3 separate regions of the Columba livia genome follow, and all the other regions are linked to region 1. Evidence: chromatin contacts called from public Hi-C data. All regions are on one chromosome and are shown on one strand. The core of a region is the stretch at or near the end of the contact, and the rest is flanking DNA. Distances in the headings are between cores, read along the strand shown. Region 1 holds the start of NEURL1B (neuralized E3 ubiquitin protein ligase 1B). Region 2 holds the start of UBTD2 (ubiquitin domain containing 2). Region 3 holds the start of STK10 (serine/threonine kinase 10).

Evidence for each region. Hi-C and Micro-C count contacts between places; a contact is called where the count stands out from the background.
Region 2: a contact with region 1 is called in a Hi-C map of crop, with 6 times the contacts expected there. The contact joins the promoter of UBTD2 here to the promoter of NEURL1B in region 1. A contact is called at or near these places in 2 of 2 Hi-C or Micro-C datasets (crop and liver).
Region 3: a contact with region 1 is called in a Hi-C map of liver, with 6 times the contacts expected there. The contact joins the promoter of STK10 here to the promoter of NEURL1B in region 1. A contact is called at or near these places in 2 of 2 Hi-C or Micro-C datasets (crop and liver).

The regions. Positions count from the first base shown.
Region 1 is chr14:2,648,057-2,652,730 of bColLiv1.pat.W.v2, reverse strand. It overlaps NEURL1B (neuralized E3 ubiquitin protein ligase 1B), which reads left to right and starts at 2,642. Exons shown (of 5, transcript XM_005509458.3): 1 at 2,642-2,781. The coding sequence starts at 2,739.
Region 2 is chr14:2,331,812-2,336,485 of bColLiv1.pat.W.v2, reverse strand. UBTD2 (ubiquitin domain containing 2) reads right to left here and starts at 2,502. Exons shown (of 4, transcript XR_010466091.1): 1 at 2,342-2,502.
Region 3 is chr14:2,390,177-2,394,850 of bColLiv1.pat.W.v2, reverse strand. STK10 (serine/threonine kinase 10) reads right to left here and starts at 1,796. Exons shown (of 19, transcript XM_065029509.1): 1 at 1,464-1,796. The coding sequence starts at 1,619.

The DNA.
Region 1 (4,674 bases), core at 1,393-3,892:
ATCTTCTTGGAAATCTGTGCTCTTTATGATATTGCAACTCTGCAAAAATGTTATGAAAATGTAGCCTAATCAGGCTTTCATCCAAAGCATGACATTGACACAGGAAGAATAGAGGATTATGCAGGGGCTATTTTGGGCAATGTGATGCTGGCTAGCCCTTTGTCTGTTCAAGACACTGTTGAACGTTACAGGCCAGTTTTAAACACCAACCACACAACCTCCCTGAGCAGCGTTATCCCTCCCCTATGGAGTGAAGCTGCATGGAGAGGTTGAAGTGATTTGACAACAGCTCTTCCAAGCAAACAGACAACCTCTGTCAGAAGGTCATCTGAACCTCAGCTCTGTGCCGTGACCAGCAGATGAAGCAACACCTCCCGAGAGCCCGTCCCAGGGGCTGGGTGTAGATCGGCAGGGGGCTGAATGGGAAAGAGCCACACACCCCTCCTGCATCCTCCTCTTGGGGTTTGTATCTCTACCCCTTGGAGCAGAGCTGTCAGGGTCCCTCCAGCCTCCTCTGTCTGGCTGAGTGACACAGTGTAACCTGCTTATGGTTTCTCCTTCTCCTGGGGACAACCTGGCAGTGGCTAGAACAGGGGTGGGAGAAAATGTAGATAAAAAGAGGCTGCTCTTATCACTTGGGAAATGTTTGCCAGGACAGCAGGGACTGTGTTCCTGGCCCAGCCGCCCAAAATGAGATGGTTGAGTAGTGCTGTGTGCTGAGTGTGCCAGCCGCCCAGCTCTGAGGCTGCTCTCCTTGGCACCGGGGTCATCACCGGGCAGTGGGTGATTCTGCACATGCTGCCTCTGCAGGCAGGTTCCCATCGCACCTGCTTAGGTGGAAGCAACTTCCCTGTTATTAGAGGGCTGGGAAAGCTGCTCTGTATGCTACTCGCCCTCCTCAGGAATGAGAGTGTGTCTAAGTGTTTTCTGGGAATAAACAGAGCAAGACACCTCCTCCCTTTTGCTTTGAGAAAGTCTGAGAAATCAATGCCCTTCTGTTGTAACGGCTGGTGTTACTCAGGGCTGCAGCTCGCGTCCTGCCACCAGTCCCAACTTGCTCAGGAACTACTGTGAACACTCAGCAGTTCTTCTGGATTGTGCGGCTGTTATTATTGTTGGTACGAGGGTTATTATTAGAAAACCAAGCCACGCTAATGATCCTAAACCTGGTGACGAGGTGACTAAAAACTGCCACGTGTGAGGAGAGCACTGTCGGCTCGGAAGGTTGCTCGAGTACCAGAGCCCCTGCCGTGTTGCTCTCACCTAACGGAGAAGATAAAAAGTGCATTAGCAGCCAGATAAGGAGTCTCTGCATGGCACACTCACTCTGCTGCTCACACTCAAGGAAGACATCCCTTCCTCAGCAGGGCTCTCCACACATAACCGTGGTGTCTGATAAGATGTACTGGCATGGAGCAGGGAAGGCAGCAGAGCCCCTGCAAAGGCATCACTGCTGCTGTTCTCCTGGACTCAGCTCGTTCCCAGGCTCAAAGCAGCAACATGCTTGTCTGCGCATCGTGTTCCCATTATTTTGTCTGTGGTTTTGAGGGCAGGATGTGTCTTAATCTGCATCTAAACAATTTGAAGCTGCTAGCACCCAGTGATGATGTTCTGGATGCAGCTGTGGAAGATGAAATCGGCACTGGGATAAACGGTGGCCTCCCTACTGTCATTTTCCTTCATTCTCTCTGTTATTCCCAGGGCTGCTGTGACAGTAGAAAGACTCAGGAACCTTAAGCCTTCTGTTTTGCTCATTAAATTCCTCTGAAATCCACACCAGTCCTCTGCAAAGGATAAGAGCAAATGAAATAATGGGGAACACAGTGCCTCAGGGGCAGTGGGACTCATCTCTACTATAAATCTCCCAGCTTGTGGCACCAGAGGACCACACACTTTCTGAGATGGGGAAGAAATCTTCACCCTGTGATGTGATAGAGGCGTTTCCCTGCTCTTGGCCCTTTCCTAGAAGCAGCTGTGTATCAGCACACAGCTGCACACTAGTGAAGATTACTGCTGTGGACCACTAGTCTGCACTAGTGCTGTCTTTTAAATTTTTTTTAAAGTCTTTTTAGGAAAGGAAGCATTTCTAGTATGTTACTTTTATCAGCATTGTGCAGGGACCATGGAGAAGCCTCATGTCTGTAGCCCGTTCATTGAAAATGTCAAGGCATGTGAGACCGCTATTGGGCTGGTGGGGGCACAGACAACCGGTCTGTATGGATTGGTGCGAGTACACATGTTAAAAGAACCGCCTTTATAGGCTGGCAGGGGAGCATGACCACAGACACCTAGGTTTTACCGACTGACGAGAGTGCACGGGTGAAGTACCTCCCTTTGTCGGTTGCCATGGGTGCGAAACATCCCTTTGCGGGATGACATGGCTGCAGGCACCTCCCTTTACAGCTGAGGTCGGTGCTTTGGTGCGGGCTGACACCCACGCGGACACCTCTCCAGTGCAGGCGGCCGGGGGTGCAGACACCGCCCCTCCTGCCGGAGAGGAGCCGGGGACCCTGATGAGCCCAGCCCAGCCCAGCCCAGCCCAGCCCAGCCCAGCCCAGCCCAGCCGAGCAGCTCCGCTCCGCTCCGCCCCTGCGGCCCCGCCCGCGCCCGGCGGTTGGCGGTGGCGGTGCTGGGCGGGACGGGCGGCAGCTTCGAATCGACGGGAGCGCGGGGCTGCCCGGTCACCTCCTGGTCTCTTGCCGTCCGCTTCCCGCCGTCCCGCTCCGCTCCGCCCGGCCATGGGGAACGCTGAGTCCGTCCTGCGCAGCGCCGCCAGCATCGGTAAGTGCGGGGCCGAGCGTCCCTGCTCCCCGGGACGGAATGGGACGGAGCCGGGACGGGACCGGTCCGGCCTTTCGCTCCGCGCTGGAGCTGCCGCATGCGGGGAGCGCATAGCTGTGCTGTGGGCTTGACAAAACCAAATAACCCACAAAGGGGCCGCCCCGCGTTGTCCCGCAGGGTGGGGAGGATGTGGCGGTGGCATCGGTGACACGCGTGTTGACAGACAAAGTGCTTGTGCTTGGACCCGCTGAGCTACGGTCGTGCCGCAGAAAGAATGTGTATGCAGTGGTCTGAGTTCCTGCTCGTTACCGAGCTCCAGAGAGCGCAGCGTGTGCGGTTTGTTTCCTTTCTCTACCCCCAGCAAGAACGGTGGCGATCAATGCACTTTCATCCTTTGCAGTCGCTGCCCGAGCAGCAGTGCTGCCAAATCCACCTGCTGTAATTCAAAGTCCTTCGTTCCAAAATTGTCTGCCAATCCCAGCTCGCAGGCCAGGAAAACAGACCTGGGAAAACAAACGGGTTTGTGCTGGCCCTGCAGCCGGTGTCAGGTTCTTGTTGCCTTTTATGCGTCTTGTGAATGTCCAAAGAGGCCAACAGTCGGCAGCCTGGTTGGCTGGATTTGAAGGGAGCTGATAACTGAACGCAGCCAACCGGTACAAGGTGCCAGCACTCCAGAATGGAAATAATCCTGGCTGGGAATAAGAAAAGTCTTGGGTAACATCTAAACTAAAAGTGAAGCATCATCATTGTTACCAGTATTGCTATACAGTAGTGAGTTTCAACAAGACTGAACTTGTTCCTCGTTAATCTCCCCTTGGCTCCTGGCCTTTAGGATCTGCATATTGTTTTCCAGATGTGTGTGACCTGCTACAGTTTCATTTTGAAACAAAACATTGTCATTCTTCACGCCTGATTCTTAATGGCAATGTTAGAAATTTGATCAATTTTTCAGGCATTGTTCTGATTTAATTACTTCTTTCAAAATATTTTAAGTACTTAGTTTTGTTTTCTCTTCCTTTGGGGAAACCCAAAATATTTTGCTACTGGAGTACTGTCGTTTATTTAATGTGTAAATTCAGTGCTGTGATGTGCAGCAGGGTGACCTGTGAGGGTGCACTCCTGGGTGCTGGTGGCTGAACCTCCGTACAAGTGTGTGGGGCACAGAGGTGAGGGAAAGGTCTCTCTGGGGCTGGGCTGGGAGCGTTTGGAGCATGAGTTTGCGTTGCCCACCTCTCTTCTGAAGGGCAAATGTGTTTGCAGAAATCCAGCTGTCGAGCAGGTTCACGCTGATGCTGCGTGCTACCTACTGCACAACAAGGGATGCAGGGCAATGCAGAGTAGGACTTGGGCGTCTAAATCTGCAGTAAGTACTTCTCATTTCAGGAAATTAGTAATTGCAGGCAGAACTTTTAAGCCTTGTTTCCTACTGGCTATTGCTCTCAGGTGTGTGGGGCAATAGTGAGTTCAGGAGAGTATGTACCTTAAGGGAGGGTCTCAGCTGTTCTGCAAGGTGTTGTTAGCTCCTGTGGGTTAAGGGCTGATCGTATTACTAATAAATGAATGCTTTGGGTGCAGGAAATACTCTGCTGTAGTGGGTTCTCATGTTTCTTGTATTTCTTTCTCCTGGAGTCTGCTAATACTGTGTTTGGTTTTGGGGCAGCCAGTCACCACCAGATTTGTATGTTTGCTGTGTAACGGAAGAGTATTTTTAACTGACGAATAACTGTGATCCTTGGTGTTGGGTTTTGTTTTGAAATCCAAACATCAAGTCTTTGGTTATAAAGGCAGTTTTCTGCAAAACAGTACCCAAGACAACATTTTAGAAGTTAGTGCGCTATCAGGCAAGTCAGACCTTGATAATACATTATAGCAATGGTTACTGCTGCACTCGTG
Region 2 (4,674 bases), core at 1,253-3,752, 320 kb after region 1:
GTGAGATGTTCCTGTTCCAAAATACCTTCCTGAGATTTATAAATGATCTGGCCGTGCTCATTGACAGCAACCTGCAAGTGAACACACCAAGGCAGGTCACAGCTCAGGAGCTGGAGGAAATGAGCCTTATATGGGAAACAGGAATAAACCACCTTTCTGCACAGGTCCAGTCACCACCACATCGTGTGTGCTTGTGCTTCAGCTGGCTCACTTGCTGATACCTCAAGACACACGCTCTCTCTTGAGAGAGCAAGTTACATTTCATACTTGGCATGAGCACGTTTGCAGATATTGTAAAGCCAAGAGAATTAGTGCAGACTGGACTTTGACATCTCAGGTGTTGGATTTATAAAAGATATTCTGAGGTTCTTTCAGCTTAACCTACACCCCCTTTTCTTGTTGAAAGGCAGGAACAGATACGTAATGTTACAAAACAGGCTATTGCACACTGGAGCTGATGGTTTAAGACAGTCCTAAGAAGCCCATAATTCAACTGAAATTTCATCACTTCTCACTTCAGCGAGACAACCTTAAGGAACATTATCCTTAGAGCATGAATCAACACGAGCCAGCTGACATGCATTTCACATCTCTTACATCTCAAAAAAGCCAGCTGCTGTTCCAACGCACTAAGCACAATAGGTTATTTAACCCCAAAACAGCAGCGTGTCCCGGCGCGTAAACACCAAGCAGAAACGCGCTCCCAGCTGGTCCATCCAGGACAGCACCCGACGACCCTTGGATGGATACTGCCCACCCCACGCACCGCTACCGCCTGTGTCAAAACACTGTTCTACAATATCAGCCAAACTCTTGATATTTTTTCCCTCCTATCATCTCATTCATTCGGCAGCACAGGCAAGATAAGAGTGAGGAAATTAAAGCGAGGTTATTTCTGTGACATGATCTCACCTCATAACACCTAGCTGCTGAAGCAGGTTTAGGAACAAACGTCGGCGTAGCTTTTCACGGTATTTTCTGATCAAGATTTCTTGGGTATGTGATGATTCCTGCCATTCTTTTTCTTCTACTTCTAATATGCTCTGATCCTTTCCACACTCAAACTCTTGCATTTTTTTACTGGTTGATAAGTCCTCTTAATACAGATGCATTTTAGATAACCCACTTCTTCCCCCCCACCCCCCCTTTTTTTTTTCAATAACGGAAAAGAGTAAGGAAGACTCATACTAGTCACAGCTGTAAAATTCCTTTTAATGACAACGATGTGACTACATCCTACACACTTCTTAGCAGCTGGACTTTCTGGTATTTCTATCTGGTATTAATCAGCAGGTGGCTGCTTCAGATATAATTGTAAGTGCTGCATTTTTTTACATTATGGAATGACAGCAAAGTCACTGATATGACAGAACACCCACCAGCTGGGGCATCTGAAATGAAACCAGGCTGATAAATAATATTGCATAAGGCACATGGGAAAACGTGGACCTAGGTCAGCAATTTTCAACCTGAAATCTATGGACCCTGCATGTGTGAGGACTACTTATAAGTCAAGTTTCCCGTTGGTAGGCTGCCTTTAAATGACTATAAAGCATATACAGCTCAGCAGGAGAACATCAGGGGTCCACAAACCCAAGGCCGTTGAAAAAGCAATCATTCACACATTTAGGTAGAGAAAAACACAAGGGTAAAAGCCGCTTCCACTGCAGCAGTTTCCACACAAGCCACACTTGCTCAGTAGGTGTGCACCTCAACACTCGGCTGCTCCAGCATCTGAAGTCGCTGGAAATTGATTATTTAGCATGGTTAATTTTGGCTGGAGGAAAGCATCCATGTTACTTGGAGCAAATAAAAAGAAACAAACAAACCAACCCGCAGCAGTGCCAGGATCTAAGTTGTCTGAATAATTCTTTTCCGCACACCACAAGGAGCTGAGCCCAAGGAAAACAAAGTTTGGGAGCCCCAGGCAGGCCCTTTCCCCGGCCGGTCTCTATTTCAGCAGCCGCCCAGGCCGGCCGAGAGGCCGCTCCGCGGAGCCCCAACCACAGCGGGGCCGCCCTGCCCGCGGGGCTGCGCCCGCCCGGCCCCCGCCGAGCCCCGGGGGTGTGTGCCGGCCGGGGGAGCCCAGCGCGGCCCCCGCGCACTCCCACCGCCCCGGGAAAGTTACGGCCCGGGCAGCCGCACCGGGGCCGGGCGCGGGGAGGGGGAGGAGGCGGGCGCGGCGCCCCGAGGCCAGCGAGGCCAGCGCGGTTCCCCCGCCCGCCGCCCGGCTCGTCCCCGCCGCAGGCCCCGGCCCGCAGCGCCCGCCCCGGGGTCCCCCCGCGGCGCCGGGGGCGGCCCGCCCGGCTCCCCCCACCCACCCCCGGGGTCCGGCACTCACCTCCGGTGCCGTCCGAGTTCTCGTTGAGGCTGCCCGAGGAGTCGTGGTGGGAGCCCACACACCCGCCCATGGGGCCCGCCCGGCCCGCAGACCCGCCGCCGAGCCGCCCCCCCACCCCCCTCCCCCTGTAGCCGAGCTCCGCCGCCGGCCGGGCAGGCGCGGTGGCTTCGGAGCCGCCTCCTCGGTCTGCAACACCGCCCCCGAGGCGCGGCCTCCTCCCGCCGCCCGGCTCCGCCTCCGGCCCGCCGGGGCCCGCCCCGGCTTCGGGCTCGCCCTGGTCCCGGCCCGCACCGGGCAGGCCCGCCGGTCCGCCTGGCCCTGTGCTGAGGCGCCCCGCGGGCCGGGCCGGGCAGGGCCTGAACGCGGCCCCGAGGCCGCCGAGCCCGCGGCCGCACCTCATCCCCGAGCGGGCTCGGCGGCCCCGCGGGACAGGGCGAAGCCCCAGTGGAAGTTGGCGGACGGCCCTGGGGCGTCGCGATCGGCCCCGCCGCAGGGATCGGGCCGCTGGCACAGGGCAGCCGGGGGGGGAGGTCGAGGGCCGCGGGCTTCGTCTGGGGTTGCGGGGTCCGGCGGCCGCGGCTGCGGGCAGCGCTGCCGAGCGGCCCCGGGCGGCTTCGGGCTCGGAGGGCGCAAGGGTCGGGGAGCAGGGCCCGCCTGGCTGGGTCGCTGGGCCTCAGGCGGCGAGATGTATTTACTTTTCCTCACTGTGCCGTTTCGGGTTTTCCCGTGCTCTCCCGCATTTCATCTGCACATGGAAATAAAGTACCCACGCACCCAGAGATAAATCTGTATCCTCCTAATAATCCAACCACCTCTTGTGTTCACAGACTGCCTGTTTAAATTAAAATAAAAACTAAACAAAGTCACTGCTTCTTGGTCAATCAGCACCTGACTTCAGTCCTCTGAGAAGAAAAAAATTACTTCTGTGCACTTAGGGCTGCAACGGCTTATATTGTTTCAGCAGCAATCTTGACATGGGTTCAGGGAGTTAGGGTTCATACACTCTCAGATGTATTGACGATCTTTGAACCAACCAGCAGTAAGTCCGAACACTGAGAAATAGTGCAAAAAATAAAGCGTAGTAACAGCTCTGGGCTCCACACAAGCTCTGCTACAAAGAGAGCTCAATGCTCTGATGAGTAAAAGAGCAGAAAACCAAACTGAGCCTTGCAATAGCACATCAGCACTTGTTATTCTGGTATTTGGTACTGAACTCTTTCATAAGATACATTGTTGCTCTCCACTCACACTGTTTGTAAAACATACATATATGTGCTGGTGTGTATATAAACACTCGAGATGGGCCGAAGTCAATATTTACTGTCTGACCCCAGGTAAGAGGAAGCACTTGCAAGGTGCTCATAAAGTGCAAAAGACAAACCAAGACTTTTTCTAAATGTATTATCTCTTTTGAAAATTATATTCCTTCTCAAAATAAGCTTCACAGGAGGCAAGGACTGAACTTTGCAATCCGAGTTTCTGTGCTCTCATCTCGGCTCTGCCCTAGACACCCACTGTGGCCTTGGACAAGTCACATAACCTCGGTTGCTCTATTTCTATCAGTAGATTAATGTTTGTCTACATATCTCTTGGGTGTATGGCTAGGATTAATTAATTCTTACTCTTTATTACTTGTTAACTGCCTGCAATATGTGGGATGTAAAACACTTTGAAGATCAGAAATGTCATTTCACAAATTAAATGGTGCAGTGAATTGACTGTTCCATATAGGTACAACTACCCTCTATGGTTGGAAATTATTCTTTGTGGGTCATAAACCCAACGGTGCAAACAGCTGAAGGATTTTGTTTGGGCACAAGGTGCTGGACTGCATGTTGTACTAGAAGGGCCAGAGTGGTGGGTTCGTGGCCCAAGGTAATGCAGCATGTAGAGAATCCCTAAGTGGATCTACATTTGTATTCCTATATATTCAAATATTTTGTACTCTTCACCAGTTTTTCTCTCCAGCTGGGATCTCACAGTTTGCTTGCAGTCAATGGTGGTGGGTTTTGCCATCACATGATGATACTGTATGATACATCCCTGTTCTCTGATGATTCATCCTTGCGTGGGAACTAGTATGAGATGCTGGCAAATTGCACCAATGCTGAAACTTCTGTCTCAGGCATCAACATTTGGATTTTTTATCAGTGCTACCCAGAAGTGTAGTATTGAAGTCTTATCACTTACAGTGAAAGTCTACCCAGATCTCTTTCATCTTTTGACAGATGAGAAAGGGAGACACGAGAGATGAGGCTATTTGCCAAAGATCCTGCAGGAAGCAGAAGCAGGAAAGGACCATGGAGTCCAACCGCTGTGTGATGCTGAGCCCA
Region 3 (4,674 bases), core at 547-3,046, 260 kb after region 1:
ACTTAGAGTTACTCTGATAATTTTGTTATTGGTGTGAGGCTGGAGTTAATAGCAGAGGCATTCAGGTATGATAACAGACATAAAAACCAAACCAGCCACTTATAAAGTAGCTTTATTCTGAAAGTTGCCTGCTTTGCATACATTATACATGTCTAAAATAAAAGAATAACTGATTTCAATCCTTTCTAAGTTTTTATTTGTCTCAGAAGCCTATTAACTTATTTTACAATGTTTACTTCGTTCCTGTCATTGCATGGGAAACTTAAGCAAATATAAGCAAATAACTATCGAGCAGAAGAGTGAACGTTGCTACACACGAATGGGTTTCCAATGCACACCACCAAGTAAACTGGTAACAGAAGCACTGATCACCACTGGTGCTACTTTTGGAAGGATAAATGTATTAGGGATTTAAATACGATCCTTAGGAATTGCATTTTATTAGGTGGTAGGATCCTTCGCCACAGAGTTCCACTTCAGGGATACTTATGGCCAGTTTCTTAGAGATTTTCTATCAAATAACATGATAGAGACAAGTAAATACAACAAACCCCAGGACACCGTGGTAAAACACCTCTGTCCTGACCCGCAACCAACCAGCTCCCTTCCTGGCCTTCTCTTTAGTTACTACTTATGTCTTAATTCTGAAGAGGCAATGCCTTCTTAAATGAGACCATCAAAAACCAGCTGCCCAACAGCTAATTCACAGCCCCAGTCCTCAATGATGCAGGTGATGGGGGTGTCCCAGAGGGGCTGCACCCCCAACCTGCTCCTCCAGCCAGCCCCAAACACAAGTCTCCTCCACCAGCTGCTGCACCGCAGTGTTTCGGAGACAGTATCAACGAGAACGCCGTTGCTTCAGAGTGCAAAGTACAGCGAGTCTTTGGCGTTTAAAACCTCCATCCTCTAACATCAAGTTAAACATTAATAGCGCTGGACGTGTCCCCACTCTCAAGGAGATGGGCTCCTCTTCTCGCTCTGAGTTTCCTGCCGGCGAGGACCACAGGAATACAAATAATGTCACCCCCGGAGGCTCGCAAAACTTGGAGGCAGCCCCGAGACTGCTGACTTCCAAGAAATCTCCCTCCATTCATTGCACCGACAAGCTTGGCAAGGAACACCTCGTCGCCTTACAAAAGCATCGCTCTGAAAACAGGCGATATAAGGGGAAAAGCGGAAAAAGAAACGAAAAGGAAAGGTTGTCTCTCGCCTTTCGCCTGCCCCAAGCTAAGCGTTGCCCTCCCGCACCCCCGGACGACTCGCTGCCTTTGCCCCCCGCCGTCCCAGCGTGCGGGATGCGCGGAGCCGGCCCCGGGTCCCACATGGGTTTTACTCCCCGCTGCCCGGTTTGCTCAGCGAGCGGGGATCCCGCCGCTGCCAACGGGCCCCCGGCCCGCGGGAGGAGGCACCGCCACCCCCGCGGGGCCGCAGGTGCTTCGCCCCCCTCCCCAGCTCGGACCCACCTTGTAGACTTTGCCGAAGGCGCCGTCTCCCAGCTCCCCCACCACCTCCCACACCTCGCCGGGGTCCAGATCCCGGCGGACGTGCTCGTACTCCTTGGACCGCCGCTTCTCGAAGGTGGAGAGGCGCAGGATGCGGCGGAAATTAGCGAAAGCCATTGCGGAGCGGTGCGGGGCTGCCCGGCGGCGGCTGGGGAGCGAGCGGAGCCGCCTCCCGCGCCCGGCCCCGGGGGAGGACGGAGCCGCTGCGCCCGGGGAGCGGCGGGGCGGGAGCGGGGTCGCCTCCAGCCGCGCACATGGAGCCGGCGCCGCTCCACCTGCCGGCCTGGCCCCCGCCCCGCGCCATTGGCCGCCGGCCGCGCTCCGCCCGCCCCCCGGCGCGGGTGGGCACGGGTGGGCACGGCTCGGCTCGGCTCGGCTCGGCTCGGCGTGGTCTGGCACGGCCCGGCTCAGTTCGGCCCCGCTGGCAAGTCATGTCCCTGGCGGGGAGTCATAGAGTCATAGAATCATTTCAGTTGGAAGAGACCCTCAAGATCATCGAGTCCAACCATAACGTCACTCTGGCACTAAACCATGTTCCTGAGAACCTCGTCTAAACGCCTTTTAAACCCCTCCAGGGATGGTGACACTGCTCTGGGCAGCCTGTTCCAATGTGTGACAGCCCTGTCTGGTGAAGAATCTGAACATCCGCTGGTGCCACTTGAAGCCATTTCCTCTTGTCCTATTACTTGCTACTTGAGGGAAGAGACCAACCCCCTCCATGCTCCAACCTCCCTTCAGGCAGTTCAGAGATCAGAAGGTCTCCCCTCAGCTCCTGTTCTCCAGCTGAACCCCCCAGGTCCCTCAGCCGCTCCCATCACACTTGTGCTCCAGACTCCTCACCAGCTTTGTCATCTCTGCGCTCTCTCTAGTACCTCATCTTTTTCTTATGATGAGTCACTTTCCTCCCCATCACCCGTGCCCCCAGCACAGCAAGAAAGAGGCCAGACCATCCGGGGATAATGCCAAATACAAATAACACTGGAGACCTGGTAGGAAAGGTCTGAAACTCCTCAGCAGCTGCTGTCATGTTCCTGCCCGCTCAGCCCAGTGTATGGAGCGTGGTGAGTGAACAGCATCTGTACAGCTGCGCTGCTGGGGGCCGAGCAAAGAAACACATCTCCACATGTAAAAACACAACCCTCAACTCCCTTGGCAACTGAGGGACATTTCCTTCTTCCCCCAGTTCATCTCATGCGAAAATAGCCAAACACAAACATTTGAAAAACTCCCAGTAGCAGGAATTCGAGTGTATTAGCACCACGGGCACCCGCCATGAATTTGGTTTAGAGAAGATGTGACCCAACTGGTGTCAAGTGTGAAGGTTCCGCATCCTCGTCCCTGGCACAACTTCAGATCCTCTGAAAAACCAACTTGAAATCAAGTATTAAATGGGGACATCTAGGGGAAACACCCGACGGTGCAGCCGTGCTTGACAATATCTCTGGTGTTAACACCGGACTTAGTGGTAAACGGTTGTCCGGGCAGACATCAGTGATGCCACCACTGCTCACACCCGTGCGTGGATTTTGCCCCGTTAACACGTACAGTTAATGAAGCCGAGGGCACAGATGAATTGGCTCACTCCATCCGATGTGTGATGCAGGCGAAACTCAGCACAGGCTTTTGCTTTTGAGAACATCTGGGCTTGGTGATCTCTCATTAATTCCCTGGTATAGCAGACCCCAGAGCACCGGGGCTGGTCGTCGCCTCTTCTTGTCTTTGCCATTAAGAAAAAAGTGGTTTTATGCTGATATGATCAGCCTACACATTTCTATTGGGAATTTCCCGATACTAATGCTTGAAATACTATGCAAAACTCTGTTCGATTTGTGGTTGTACATGAATTTCAGCTGCCTTTTTTGAAGAAAGTTACATGTTCCCCTGCTTCTTCCCTTCGCCCCACTGAGTTGTAGGAAAAACAAGCTGAAAATGCAACCCAAGTATATCCCAGAGACAGAAAGAAGCTGAAAATAACTGAGCACTCTTTTTTTCACCTAACTTCGTGGGTTTTGGAGCTGATCTGATACCCTGCGTAGATCTGTCAATACTGGAGTAAGAACAGAGCAGAATCAGAGCAACTACTGGTGGAATTTCATCTTTTTAATCTCAGTTTTTCCAGGGTTTAGCTATTGATTTTTAAGTTATCATTCTTATTAGTGGCAGCATTTTTATTGTGCTAAATGGATGATAAACACTTTATATCAATATAAGAGCGATTCAGCTTTCAAACAACTGACTTGGACAAGAGCTTGGGCATTCAGAAGCCGCCACCTCTGAGCTGTAGCTCCCAGGAGTGTCACACGGGACACGGTCAGGTCCTGGAAGCTGGAAACACCAAAGCCCTGCAGGGGCTGCTACGTGGGACCTGCACAGCACGGACCAACAGACTTTGGGTACCACGCGTCTGAGGTTGAGATTGGCATTACAATCTAAAATAAGTCCTTAAGTCTATGCTATCTTGCACATTTTAATCAGACTTAATGCTCTTTAGCATTGTAATAATTTCTGTTGCTCGGTTTAAGTACATATTATCCTTTAATGCTGAGTGGAAGGGGAGCCTTTGCCTCCACGTCTGAGGGGATTGCTTGAAAATGTGGAAAAGGCATTGAAGTCGTGGGATGGAGGTCGTGTCTGGTTCTAGTGCAGAGTTTTCCTCCTGTGAGGGGCCGTGGCCATGGCGCTGACTCTGCTTTGCTGATCTTCCACAGCCAAACAAAACGCAGCTGAAATCTGGAATATTGTGTCCAGTTGTGGCCCCTCAGTTCCAGCAGGACAGGGAACTGCTGGAGAGAGTCCAGCGCAGCCACCAAGATGCTGAAGGGAGTGGAGCATCTCCCGTGTGAGGAAAGGCTGAGGGAGCTGGGGCTCTGGAGCTGGACAAGAGGACACTGAGGGGGGACTCATTCATGTTTACAGATATATAAAGGGTGAGCGTCAGGAGGATGGAGCCAGGCTCTTCTGGGTGACAACCAGTGATAGGACAAGGGGCAATGGGTGCAAACTGGAACACAAAAGGTTCCACTTAAACTTGAGAAGAAACTTGTTCCCGGTGAGGGTGGCAGAGCCTGGCCCAGGCTGCCCAGGGGGGTTGTGGAGTCTCCTCTGCAGACATTCCAACCCGCCTGGACACCTTCCTGTGTAACCTCATCTGGGTGTTCCTGCTCCATGGGGG